2 separate regions of the Mus musculus genome follow, and region 2 is linked to region 1. The links are chromatin contacts, called in public Hi-C maps. All regions are on one chromosome and are shown on one strand. The core of a region is the stretch at or near the end of the contact, and the rest is flanking DNA. Distances in the headings are between cores, read along the strand shown. Region 1 has its middle 14 kb from the start of Btbd3. Region 2 overlaps Gm14066 (a long non-coding RNA gene).

What was found. Hi-C and Micro-C count contacts between places; a contact is called where the count stands out from the background.
Region 2: a Hi-C map of cerebellar granule neurons shows a contact between it and region 1, with 3 times the contacts expected there. The contact joins two enhancer-like sites. A contact is called at or near these places in 9 of 39 promoter capture datasets (the 3T3-L1 cell line, 3T3-L1-derived adipocytes, the C10 cell line and 5 more) and 1 of 484 Hi-C or Micro-C datasets (cerebellar granule neurons).

What each region holds. Positions count from the first base shown.
Region 1 is chr2:138,261,242-138,268,371 of GRCm38.p6, reverse strand. It overlaps a transcript of Btbd3 not described here. Among named protein-coding and RNA genes, the nearest start is that of Btbd3, 14 kb to the left of the region's middle. Within about 2 kb of position 2,916, at least 71 of the 459 cell types and tissues checked have an H3K27ac peak or open chromatin away from gene starts, as enhancers often do. A contact at or near this core is called in cerebellar granule neurons, where this site is marked.
Region 2 is chr2:139,274,760-139,281,889 of GRCm38.p6, reverse strand. Gm14066 (a long non-coding RNA gene) reads left to right here. Exons shown (of 6, transcript XR_375033.2): 4 at 4,035-5,153. Among named protein-coding and RNA genes, the nearest start is that of Gm14066, 29 kb to the left of the region's middle. Within about 2 kb of position 4,174, at least 18 of the 459 cell types and tissues checked have an H3K27ac peak or open chromatin away from gene starts, as enhancers often do. A contact at or near this core is called in cerebellar granule neurons, where this site is marked.

The DNA.
Region 1 (7,130 bases), core at 1,667-4,166:
TGGCCCTATCTTGCTTTCACAATCAGGAAAAAGCCACAGGACTCACAATGTGCTCTGGGTCTCTATGACCCCAGTGTGACTCCCTCACTAGAGCTCTCCTGACTTGTCCTCTTTTTTTTTTTTTTCTCGTAGTACAGATGCTCTGCTGCACCTTGTCACTCTCACAGCTCCCCTTTCTCATGGGCTGATTACAAGCAAGCCCCTTCCTTCACTCTGCAGTCCAGGACTCCTTGGCATTTTGACTTTCCACATCCAACTGCACTCCCTTGCTTTATGTACCAGAGGAGAGTGCATTCTCTGGGGCTGCATCTCATATCTCTATGGAGAGCTAACAGGCCACACCCACACACCTGGCATTCTCTGGTTACATAAGAGCAAAGTTCAAGCTCAACAAGTCCAAGTCCAGTTAGCAGCCTATATTAAATGTAAGCAGTGCAACTGATCCGAAGGTAAAATGGCCTGAGACTGGGGTCTAAGTGTTTCCAAGCGTCTGTGGTGCAAGCTTAGACTAGGTGCAGTGGCAAAGAACCTAGAGCCATTAAACGTATCCCGAGGCTCTCCCAAGCAAGTCCCAGCACACATGCAGTTTATAATACTACATTTTGCTTGTAGCTAAAGCAACTGAAAATACTAAAGCTTAACCTAAAGCAAGTCCCTACATGCGTGTAAAGTAGGGCTCTGGTGCACTAGAAGCCTAACATCTAATGCATGCAGACATCCACAGACAAGTGTGGGTTAACCAGGGGCAAGCTCACTTACCAGGACAAAGCTGCTTTCAACCAAACTCAATTCATGGTTGCGCATATTTATTTATAGCACCAGTAGAGAGTTTTAGTGATGTAATGAACTGGAAAGGATGATAAGTTCTGTGATCCACATGAAAAAAGCAAGGCAGTCATATGAATAACTCAAAAAATTCTAATTAAAAAGACTTTTCTGCGGCTCTGAGAGATTTTTCATCTGTATTTAACATTGAATGGATGAATTTCCACTACGTTAGACAAACCCTATCTTTAAACGTATCAGTAAAACAGGTGCGTGTGAATAGGGCAGCCCAAAGCCTCATGCCTTCCCAGCAAGCCACTACCAGCACACACCTAGGTTTGGATCACTTCCTAACAGAGGAACGGTGCGCTGCTTACATCTGTTGTGTCTTGTTCTAGGCCCTTGTGTCAATCTGTCAGCCATGTGAATGGGGATCAAGGCAGATCTACAACAGTTCAGCTCTCATCTACACATTCCCTCACAAGACTGGGATAAAATGGACTTTATTCTGGTGAATAAAAAAAAAGAAAAAGAAAAAGAAATCAATAGTAAATTCTCCTGGCTATAAAAAAGTAAGTATTTCTGGGAGGTGGTATAATGTAAATATATTCTGTGTGGACCTGTTTAATTAAAAGTATCATGTATCTTAAAGACTTCTGGACAGCACTGCTTGGGGAAGTAGCTAGAGAGGCACCGGCGAGAGTCTCCCAGAGCAGCATCTGGCAGTAGTGATGCAGAACTCAAATTCTCCACAGGAGAGCTCTGTGCCACAAACAGAAAAGGAAGGGATCTTCTTCCCAAAGTCAAGGGAAAGGACTGCTCCACAGCCTGACTTTTTTCACTGCCATGCAAAGCCCGAGGAAGGCCACCCCAGCGGATGCTCGCTAGTGTGCAGAAGACTTACTGAAGGAGGACTATCACTTTCCTTCCTCATTCCCCCAGCCACACCAATAACGGGGCATTTACACAACTGGTGAGCAGCCCGCAGGACTGAGGAATAGCCCATCTCCACACTCCTTAGCTGTCACCCAAGTCATGTCTCACAGCACCTAAGAGAAGCCGCAGAAAAGCAACATCTGCCTTAGTAAGCCCAACGCTTGAGTATACACCTTAAGAACCAAGAAGCCCGTACAAGGCATTTCTGATGAAACGGAAAGAGAATGGTTGCCTCAAGTGAAGCTTTTGTGGAATTTGTGTGAGTCAAACCTGCAGCATTTGTAAGCTATTGCTACCTGAGAGAATTAGCAAGGTGTGCTTATCAAGACTCTTGATAGACAGTTCCTCAAAAGAAGGTAAGCCTGGCCTTTCAAGAGAAATGGACAATGTTTACCGCCGGTGGTGCACTTCAAGCCTCTCAGGAAAAAAAATCAGAAATTTTGGAAACCATGATAACGAAGTCAGAAAATTTCCCAGTACTTTACATTAACACTGTTCTGATGAAAGCGGCTATAGTATTATCTGACTTCTTGATACTGTATAATGAAAAGTGCCAACATTTGAAAGGTTCACACATCTCAGTGAACCAGTGTTTTCTAATCACAATGCTCAGAATCACACACTGCATAAAAAAATGAAACATATATCAACAAAACCGTACACTGATAAAAAAAAAAAAATCCATCCAAAGTACAAGAAGATCTAACAGCTTTTAGCATGACAGAGGTACAAAAAGGTCACCAATACCGTTTTGGAAATCTACATGGCAATTAACCTTTAAAAAAAAAAAGTCACAGCCACATCCTGCCTGATGGTGACCTTGAGGCCATGCCAGAGCCATTTGCTAACAGGGCCCAGGACAGACGCAGGCTGTGCGGAGATGCTCATTGGCAACATGATGGAAAGAAACCAGCTAGAGACTTCAGGGGAGACATGAACGGATCTCACACAAACACTTCGTGAATGGGAAGTGACAAATTAACTGGAACTTATACTCAAATAAAGCAGCTATATGCATTTACTAATTATGTGCTGGCGTCCTGTGGCGTCATGTGGGGATGGCTCGACTGCACACCCTTCTCTCCACTCCTGGCCCCGTTGAGAACAGTTCATTTCCAAGACACTGCAGCACTTCAAGCACGCAAGAGTCTTGCGGCCCTGATCTACCAGGGAGGGCGAGGGGAAGCAGCAGCTCTCAACCCAGTCTTCACAGCAGGACAGGAAGCAAGGGGAAGGGCAGTGGCTGACATTCGCCAGCTGCCATCAGCTCCTTGAAGCCTGAACCCTCCTCCTAAGAAGGTGCTTCTGGGAACCTTCTCCACATTTGCACTGTTGATAGTGAGATTAAGAACTTGGTGGATTTCCAGGCTATTTAGGCAGGTAGCTCAGCCTAAGTCAGATTCAAAGCATTTGACTTTAAACTACTTACATTTTCCTTTAACAAACATTAAAAAAGTGGGAGGTGGTTTTTATTAGAAACCCTTCTCTATGCAGAGACTTAAAATATAACAGCAGCCAAGGTCCAGAGTTAGTCCCTCAGTAACGAACAGGAATATGACATAAAAACAAAACAAAACAGAACAGAACAAAAACAGCTGATACAGAGAAGTGAGATAGCAATTCAAAACAGACAAAACAAAACAAATAAATGAGTACATTAAAAAATAATAAAACCAAAGATTTTCACAGGGCTTAGGAAAGAGCAAACAACCTAAAGGAGACCCTCAACAAGGTAGAAAAGGGTGTATTTTTCTAAGGCATGCCTATTAATGGCTGAACCTACAGGAAACAGGATTCACCATCCAGGAGGTCAAGCCTTTCTTTCCTTTTGGTTACTGACTACTGAGAACTCAATATAAAATGAGTTGAAACTGTGCTATTAAGTTTTCCTAATAACAAACTGTGGATCCAGTGAGCTTCAAAGACAAGGCAAGTGCATGAGAACAATGCTTCGCTAGCATGCAGTCTCTGTGTGCAGATCATGGCTGAAATGTTTACACTATGCAGCTCAACATGCAGGTTACTCTTACCCATAAAATCCATACACATAAGGAACTAAATACAGAGTGAGAGAAAGATTAAAAAAAATAGAAAAAATCCTTAATTTTGGATTTAGATATGAGAGCTACTGGTTTCATGTATGTCTAGAGAGCACCATCATGATTTAAAATTAGTCTCTCTCTCTCTCTCTCTCTCTTTCTCTCTCTCTCTCTCTCTCTCTCTGTGTGTGTGTGTGTGTTTGTGTGTGTGTGTGTGTGTGTGTGTTTCATCGGATGAATCTGAAAGTCAGAGGATACTGTCTTCCCATAGAAAAAGGAAAGGGGGTGAGTTTTTATTGCATTTTTAGAGTTGAAGGACCCAAATAGAGGCTACAAACTAAGCAAAGTAAAATGACAACTAGTGACTAAAGCAGAAGGACAGCAATGCCCCTTCTCTGGAAAACTCAAGGTAAACAAATGAGACCCTCTGCTTTTGTAGATTTAATATTACATCTACTAATGTGCCTCTGAATGGCTCTGCAGGGACAAAATCATGTCACTGAAGAGATTTCAGAAAGAGCATCAGATTTAAGGGACACATAAAAGATGCTCTGATACCAAAATCTCCAGTTGGAGAGAGAGAGAGAGAGAGAGAGAGAGAGAGAGAGAGAGAGAGAGAGAGAGAGAGAAGGAAGTGGGTCTATCTTAACTTTAGAAGCAGACACAGATGGGTAAAGAACCAAGCAGAGGGAAAGAACATCACTGAGAGCTACCAAGGCACTCAAGCACGTTTTAAAAAGATGTCTTAGGCAGTGCTACTGCCTACCTTACAAGACTGACATCCAGAGATTCTAGAACCTACATAATAAGATGGGAATAGGGAGGCCAAGGCAGCTTTCCTGACAGCTAAATGACCTGGTCTCACACATGTGTACGATTTACTACTTCACAGGTAATAATCCCATTTACTCCTCCGAGCCATTCTGCATTACAGCTCACCCTAAGCTACAAGTTCTAGAACTTCATCCTTGCTGGTAGGATGGTCAACCATCAGTGTTAGGCCCACAAGTGCCAAAGGGTTATGAAAATACTATTTTCTTAGAAATGCACTGGAAAAAAGGAAGTAAGAAGACTATACTTACAAAAATATCTACTGTAATCCTCTATAGAACAGCCATTTGGGACAGTCAACAAACTTCAATCTCACCCCCCCCCCCCGGAGCCCCAAGAGTATAACAGGAATGGGGGGGAGAAGCAATTCACAAAGTCAAAATAATATCTTATACGTAATTTCTAAGGTAAGTTATGCTATAGAAAAGGCACATGCTGCAAGGAGTGTACCTCTTACCGTTATGTTCGGGTTAGCGCTCGCTAAGAAAGGTGGAAGGGTTCGGAGACTTAAAGGAGTCGAGGAGCTCATGGAGGGATCTGCATGGCGGGAGTGTGTAATATTACAGGCAGAGGGAGGGAAAGTCCAGCACGTAGACTTAACATGGGAATGTGCCTACGGTGTTCAAGGGTTAGCAAGGAAGGATGGACAGCTACAGTGGAGAGTAGGAGAGGACAAACGAGAGGCAAGGTTAGAGTTAACGGGACAGGATTGTGTAATCGATGTGAATCGGAAGGAACTGGCTTGTGCGACACAGAGGGCTCTGGAGAGTTTTAAGCCTATGCGGATTTAAAATTTGAAAAGACCATTTTGGTGTGGAGGAAATAGATCAGTGGTAGACAGAGCAGTTTTCTGGCAAGAGCAGAGCCCTGGGTACAACAACTAGGAAAAGTAGACGAGGTGACAGCAGAGGCAAAGCAGGAGAGAAGAGAGAAACCATTCTGGTAGTTACGCTGATAGGAGCAAGTGAAGGAGAGGAGTCCAGTTTTCCCTTGGAAGGCCACTGCAATAACACCAGCAGGGACTGATAGGAAAGAGATGCTAAGAGGAGAGGAGAGGAAAGGGCTACTTTCTGGTTGAAGGCACAGTTCTGAGTAACCCCAGATGTAGGTCTAGGAGAGAAAAGGTAAGGTCACATCCAGGGTTTTAGAATGAATAGCCCTAGAAAGGATCAGGGTTACAGAGAAAGACCATTCGGTGGTGGGCTTGTTGAGACTGTCTTATAAAGCAATTTAGTGAAAAAAGTATTTGGAGCTGTCTGAGCAGGTAGCAACATACATTGGGAAACTGCAGGGAGATGCACTATACTATATTAAAATACTGTGAGTACCGCATCAAGGCTGGGAGGAAGCAAGCTTTGGTCTAGTTCAAAGTAGCAGGTAGGTAAAAAAGAGAAAATGAGCACGCATCAAGAAAATTTGAGTTAAAAAATCAAAAGCCTATACAAATCAACCACAGAAGTGACTCAAGAAGAGATGGCTGATTATTTCCAAAGCTGTCAACAAACGAAGGGAGAGTTCAGTAAGCAGGAATATTTTCTTCCTAAGAACCCAGAGTAAATCGACTCCTGTCCCACATCACAGAAAGCACGATTGTGATTGACTATGCTACAATTCAGTCTTCTGGTGAATTCAACTTTCTAAAGAATTATGCAGAAATGGAATGGATCCAAACTGATAACTTGAAGCTCAAATCAGTTCAATACTTTAAGAAATGCCAGTGGTAAGTGACAAATGCCAATGGCCATTTGCTAACGTTCAAATACCATTCTTTCAAATATTAAAACGTCTTAAATGTAAATCAAATAGGATAAATTCCCTTGTCCTGATATGATACCATGACAAACCAGAAGTCAAACTGTTCTCCTCTTCTGTCTATCAAAATAAAACACAAGTTCATACAGGAACAGTTACTACTGATCATGGCCCAGAACCATTTTATAAGACTGCAAAATGCCAGTGCAACTCACCATAAGGTAAAATTTTGAAATGTAATTATTATGAAACAGCAAATACAAGTGTCATTATCTGCAGCCAAGAGAATACGAGGCAATGCTTTTGGAGTAACAAGCAATCATAAAATGCATATGCAAAACCACCATGCCTTATACTGGCCAGCCAGTTTGATAGATAGAATACAAGAGGAACAAACGAAGAGCTCCAGCAGAGAGGTCAGGGCCTTGTTGAAGAAACTGAATTCTGCTGAGGCAAATGGGAGGTCTGAAGAGCCGCCTTTCCTGTCTCCCAACAGGAACACTGACCACTCTACAGGTGCATGGGGCTTGCCAAATGCAACAGTGATTTCTAGTTCTCAAGATTCATCGAATCACGTCCTTCCCATATACACTAAAGCAGCAGCAGAGAGGCCTTTCTCCAAAGCACAGATGCCCTCCCCACCTCCTCACTGTGCGACACTGAGAGTTCTAGAACCCAACGGTACGGACGTGTTCTTCAACAAGTAAAGTAAACACACTTATGAAACTACGCAAAGAGGATGCTGAGAGTCAGCCAAATTCCTCCATAAATTCTAGACCCTCCTTCAGTGGAGGTCATGGAAAGACT
Region 2 (7,130 bases), core at 2,925-5,424, 1.0 Mb before region 1:
ACCACTTAACAAAGGCAATTCTTTTCTCTTACAATGGACAGAGCTTTATTTCCCATTTGCTTGCACTCAGGAGGCTTCTGAAATTTTACTTATTTATTGACAAATAGACTGGGGACTTTTGTTTCGAACAGAAAGGACAATATGGGTGATGGAAGAAATTATATTTCACCCATCTAGACTGGTATGCCCAGCTGGCACCATTATAAAGCCCTTTTAGGAGCCTCTTGGCCTCCTGATGCTTACATTATGCTTAGAGCAGCCACGCAACATGATAGATTGCCAGTCACTAAAGAAGTCTCTGTATCCAGGATTAAAAAAAAAGGGGAGGGGGTGTTTTGGAAAAAAGGAGAACTCTTCCAAATGGTCAAAACAGAATGTAGGTTTTTCTTAAAATTGTCTTATGGCAATTGATAGTAGTCTTTGTACTTAATCAAAATAGTCAGAACACAATTAAGAAAAATCTGTTCTTCTGACAGTTTATGAAGTTCAGTCTTTGGAAATTGGATATCAAAGCTTGATTCTCACTTAGTAACCAAAGCTATGTAATTAATTAGTTCATGCAGGGTTCGGGAAGAAAATGGCGTTGCTGCGTTACAGTAATAATCCCAGTTGTTGAGTTATCAGCAAACTGCAGCTCCTGTCTCAGGGGAAAGAACCCTGTAATTTAACAAATCACCATGTTTTGGGCTTTAACATTGCACAGGCTTTGCAATTTCCATCTGCTCCTCTGCTTCATTAGTATTTTATTGTTGCTACAGTCAGAAACATTTTGATAGTTTTTCTCCCTCTAAAATAATGTGCCATCAACTATCTTCTGTCATTCCTTTTGGATACCTAAAAATGCAATTCCAGTAGAATGTTAAATAACATTTAGGGAGTATTATTTTGGACATTTCTCCATGAGTCCAAGATAGCTACCTTTGGCTACACAAGAATAGTTGCTTTCTGTATGAAAACAAATATTGAAATCTTTTATGGAGAAGAAAAATGTCCTCTTATACGTTGTTGTCATCTTTTTATTGGATGAGAACATGATAAAAAAATCAGTGTGTTTGCTTGCAAATGCGCATACATTCAAATGCTCATAAATAACCATACTCTTTTCAGTTTAGGATATGCATACAGATCCAAATCTCTCTCTCTCTGTCTCTCTCTCTCTCTCTCTCTCTCTCTCACACACACACACACACACACACACACACACACACACACACAAATATCCATTGAGTGATGGAGGAAGACACCACTCATTATGACATAAATATACCAGGACTGTGCTATTTTGAAAGAAAGACATGTCCCTGAGAAAGTAGCCAGTTGTTGTCCAATGCCTTCTGGAGCAGATGGGTTTACATCCTGACACAGGTGTGCAGTTCCTTTGGTAGGACAGTAGCCAGCTTGGTCCCTATGAGAGCTGCAGTTTTGACATGATGAGAGCATTCCTGCACAGCAGGCCAGGCATCCTATGGATCCACAACATTCACTCTCATTTTATGGTTTGAAAATGTATTTTCCCAGTGTCACCTTTACAAACGGTTCTAAATGTGCTGTAGATTGCTGTCAGAACTGTGAGTGCTGTGCTTAAACTCAGAGTGACATCTGACTCTACAAGTGTAAGGACCGTCAGCAGGTGGCCTTGACAGAAATCAATTCAAGGAAAGGTTTTTGAACCCCATTTGACTTTTAAAATGTTGTTTCCACTCTCCTCTGTCCCTTCCTCCTCATGGTTTCCTCACTGGTTTAATCACATTTTTTCCCCATCCTTTCTTGTTCAATTCTTCTTCTCCCACGTCTCTCTCTCTCTCTTTCTTTGTTTCTTTCTTTTCTCCCCAAGAGTAATTTTTATCTTTAAATAATTATTATTGTTAGTGTGTGTGGCGGCATCAGAGAACACACTTCTTTTGGTTGTTGGTTCTCACCCTTCATGTTGCTGAGGAAGGGTCTCCCTTGTTTTTGATGTGTTGCATAGCTGAGCCAGCAGCTTCTGGATGACTCTTTTGTGTCCACTTTCCACTTCACTGTGAGAGTGTTGGGGTTCCAACTGTCTACCCTGTATTCAGCTTCTTAAGAATATTATGATAATCAAACTCAGGTGGTCAGGCTTGTACTGCAAAACTTTTACTCACTAAGCCATCTTACAAGTCCCCTTGTAGCTTTGAGTATTAAAACAACAATATACACATAGTATTTGCAGAGGATGCAATTAGGTACAACTCATATCAATTGGCTGTCTAGTTTAATGCAAAATCATATTTCAAAATATTAGATATTTAAAGAGGTAGAAGGAATTGCATACTGACTTTTATCCAACTCTTCTGGGTCCCCTCTTTTTAAATCTAATAACTAGGTTTTTATTTTGGAAGGCTGCTGATGACTGACTAATGGTAGTTTAGATGCAAAAATTTAGGCTGTCAATTTTTTTTTTATCTAAACTGTAATGAAAACGAAGTTTATCCCCTGTGCAGTATTGTAAAACCTCCCCAATTGGGGGAGCAAAACTTATGTTCTTAAAATTCATTCACACAAGTTTCCAATCACAGGTACCCTTTGCTGTGTGGTTCTAATCCTCCAGTGTTTCACATTCTACAACCTAAAATTGGGTGACATAACTGAATCACAGCTCTTACTTCCGTTTGGGGTCCCCACATTGGAAGCGTAGATACTCTTGAAGCTTGCAGGGCTAATCCAGGTGTTTAAGGCAGCCGTGGCACTTACTCTGGAATATGTCCTATGTGTTGCTTGTTGTCTGAAATGGTGCTCGAAACAGCAAAGTGCTGGCCCTCTGCTGCAGTTGCATTTCTCATGTAATTGAGAACATCTTGTCGGTTTTATCTTGTTTTGAAGGGTGGTCACTTTTTTTTTTTTTTTTTTTTGGTGATTCAAATGTCACATAATCAGGAAATCTGACTGATAATTTCTCTAGAATCGAGTATGTGGCCTATTTACCAAAGTGAATCTCAAGAACCTTTGCTGGAATTATGAGAAATAAGTGTGTTCCTTTGCTACAGTGAGCACATCAACTAGTGCACAAGCCTGGCCATGTTGATGGATGCATTCATAGCTACTTCCTTAGGGAGTTTGCTTCCCAGTGATGCTTATATAGAAGAAAGCACCAAAAGAAAAGCCAAGCCAGATTCCAAATGACACATTTGAGTTAGAAACCTATGCACCTTTCATCATGTAGCCCAATGTGTTCTTGTTTTTCCTTGAAACATTTTATTTTGCACTTCAAATTCAATATCCATATACATTTCCTAGGGATCTCTCTGTAATGTTGAATTTGACTTAGGACAGTTAGGATGGATTTTGATTTGTCATCAGGGCATGAGGTAATTCTCATGGATGATGATATTTGATGTATCAGGGCTTAAGTGTCTACACCATTTTGCACAATGGAAATTACTTTTTAGCATGTCACTGCTTGTTTAAAGTGGTAGCCATTAAAGACGCCACTCTTTTGTAGGCAACTTCTTTGTGCACTTGTGCTGTACGCTTCCATGTGCCTGTGTGCACTTGTGGAAGCCAGAGCATGCTGTTGGGCATCTTGTTCTGATGCTCTCTGCTTTACTCTCCTGAGACAAGGTCTCTCCCTGAACCTGGAGATAGCCCCTCTCCATTTTAACACTGCTGAGGTTTTAGGTACACATGGCTTTTCATGTGGTTGCTGGGGAGACCAACTCAAATTCCCCATGCTTATACAGCAAAGTATTCACTCACCAGCCCCAACTTCTGTACTTTTGAGTTAATTTTTCTTAAGAGGGTCACAAAGAAGGGACAAGTGAGCAGTGCGTGAAGGCCAGATTGACAGCCAGTGAAATAACTCAGTAGGAATCGTAGGCTCCAGAAGGTTCATCCTTCCTTCTCCAACTCTTGAAGCCCAGATTCATCTTATTGGAAGCATTTAGTGCAACATAGCCTGTCTCTGCTTGGGACCTGGGAGAATTACTGCCCACGCTTCCTTCAGGGTCCACCCTGCTGTCCAACAGAATGGCTATCCCACCTGGGCTGTGATCTAATTTATTTTCTTTCCTCAGTTCCAGGTTTCTGAGAGCTAGTGCCGGTAACAGAAGCAGCACCATTGCTTTGCCGTATCGGAAGCTGGCTGTGTGCTGACAGCACTGTGTGGTTCCGGATGAGCTCTGCCTGGTTCCCTGCCTGGTGACTCAGTGAGCTGGTTTCTCTGTAACGGGAGCATATGCCCCATGCATGCTGTGTTAGCAGATTATTAATAACCACACAGAAGTACTGAAGCAGGCACGAGCATCTCATCTCTCTGTAAGCGTATCACTTTCAAATCCAGATCCTCTCCTAATCTGTTCATGGACTCTTCTTGACACAATCACTTTTCATATAGAAATGATGCATGTCTCTAATGTTCTAGTACATTGTCTCTGAACCTCGCTTTCTTTGTCTTCATCAAGTGTTCGTCAAGCAGCGTGGCATTACTTGATCTCAGGAGTATTTTTCCTCAATAATGTTAAATGTGGAGAATCCTATCCAGTCTGTCTCTACAACAGAGGATTTCAACCTGTGTGGCGAGAAGCCACAGAGGTCAAATGACCATTTCACAAGGGTAGCTTATAAGCTATCCTGCACATCTGTTGTTTACATTATGATTCATAACAGTAGTGAAGTTACAGTTATGAAGTAGCAATGAAATAATTTTATGGGTGGGAGTCACCACAAGATGAGGAATACAAGGTCAACGCATTAGGAACGGTGAGAACCACTGCTCTGCAATCTTGAAGATGACGAAGGAAGTTTGTTATTTTCTATTTCAAGAGGCAAATGCTACTTTAATTTTTTTTTATTACTTTATAGCCTCAGGATGAGTACATGATGACAAAGGTAACAGAGCTAACACCAGCAGCCAGAAAGAATAAATAAGTCAATCTAATCAACAAATATCTAGAAAATTGCTAGATTCCTGCTGAAGTTATGTTTTATTAGCATTGAGAAGGAATGATAGCTTGAACGTAGTCTTTAGACTAGAAAGTGACATTTACAATACTTGCCATATGAGGTCCTCTTTTGAAGCCATTGTAAAAGCTGAATAAGCAGCCATGTGTGAGGAACAAAGATGGCGTTGTGTCAAGACAGACTTGTTCTCGTGTCTCAGCAGGCTTCTGGAAGCTTCTCCTGCTGGCTGAGAGGTGGGTATCAGGGAATGCACACAATATTTCGCTCTATTAAGAAATTTTTAACCAGTAGCTAAAATATTTTATAATACCATTATGCATTGCATCTTGTATAAAAATATGTTCGACTTGATTTACTGGCTCTCCTGTCAAGCAAATATATAAGAAGGGAGAATGAGCCCTGGATATGCCAGGAAGGGAAAGAAAAATGGACTTTTCTCAAAATTATTTTGGCTTTATTCCAGATAAAAGGCCTTTAATTTTCCCTTAGATAAGAAGAAAATCACCTTATCAGTCTCTCAACATTTGTTAAGGACTCCCTTTTATAATACACAAATAGAACCTTTGTTGGCAAAGAGCAGAGGCTGGGATTAATAGATTGTGAAAAGACAATATTTCCTGAAAGAGGAAGGCATTTTTCCTTTAGAGTTTTGAGATTACCCAAGGGGGATTTGCTGCTGGCAGCCAAATAGTTCTATAGGAATTATTAGGGCAGTGGAAGGAACATTTGTGGGAAATGTCAAAGTGATAACTGCAGAGGGACGACCAGAATGTTACTCATTGTGGCAGAGTTGTCCTGATCACTACATGTACCATTACTGTCCTGGAAAAGACTTTCCTGAGGGTTTATTATTTATCAACGATTTAAAGGAGAAATCTACTGTTCATGGCTTCCATATAAACACAGCTACTATGTATGACTTAGTGCTGCTTTCAAGGAAAATGTCACCGTTCTTTACAGAAAAAGTCATTGTACCAGGAATGGTTACAGATGCTTGTATATTTCCTAGGTCTTTCTTTAAGTCTATGTGTCTTCACCTGGTTAGACCTTTACCAAGTCACACAGAGATTAGTTGGCCTGAAGTTCTGGCCTCCATTGCTATATTAGTTGTGTTAGGGTTTTCCGAAATTAGAGGTGTTGGCATCTACTCCCATTTTTAATGGCATATGCTTGGGAAATTTATTTTGACTGTGAAATTAGGGGCTCTGGTTCTCTGGCTGTGTCATGTGATTTTGTTACTAGAGTATCATCCCTAAAATTTTATGCTCTGTAACACTTTAACTATCTACGATTTTGGAAATCTTTTGTATAATGAAAACAGAAGTTCTATTTACCATCTTCCTGCTACCTCTGTGTCTATCTTCCTAGTCACTTACTTGTGTTAAAATAGCATTCTCTGTGTAGAGTCCACATCTAGTAGAAAGACAGGGCATCAAGAGGAGGGATGGGGTTGTCATCACATAGTTAAAAACTATGACCCAGAATTGTTCCTGTCTAAAAGAACTACAGGGCAAAGTTGGAAAAGAGACCGAGGGAAAGGAGGTCCAGTCACTGGCCCAAATAAGAAATGCATCTTAAGGCATGACTCTAAGGCCCAATACAATTACTGCTATGGTGTACTTACAGACAGGAGCCTAGCATGGCTATCCTCCAAGAGGACCAACAAGAAGCTGACAGAGACAGAGGAAGATACTTAGACCTAACCAATAGACTGAAGTTAGAGACCCTGTGGTTGTATTAGGGAGAGGCTGGAAGAAGCTGAAGCAGAGGGCGACTCTGTAGGAAGACCACCTGTCTCAACTAACCTGGACCCCTGAGATCTCTCAGACACTGAGCCACCAACCAAGCAGCATACACTAGCTGGTCTGAGGCCCCTGACACATATACAGCAGAGGACTGACTGGTCTGGCCTTAGGGGTAGAAAATGTGCCTAACCATCAAGAGACTTGAGGCCCTAGGTAACAGGGATGCCTGGCATGGGGACATTCTCTTAGAGACAGGGTGGAGGAGGAATGAGATGAGGAACTGTGGCAGGGTAGATGGTAAAGACTGGACTGTAAAAAAAAAAAAAAAAAGTATCCACTTGTCAGTGAGTGCATTCCATGTGTGTTCTTTTGCGATTGGGTTACCTCACTCAGGATGATATTTTCTAGTTCTATCCATTTGCCTAAGAATTTCATGAATTCATAATTTTTAATATCTGAGTAGTA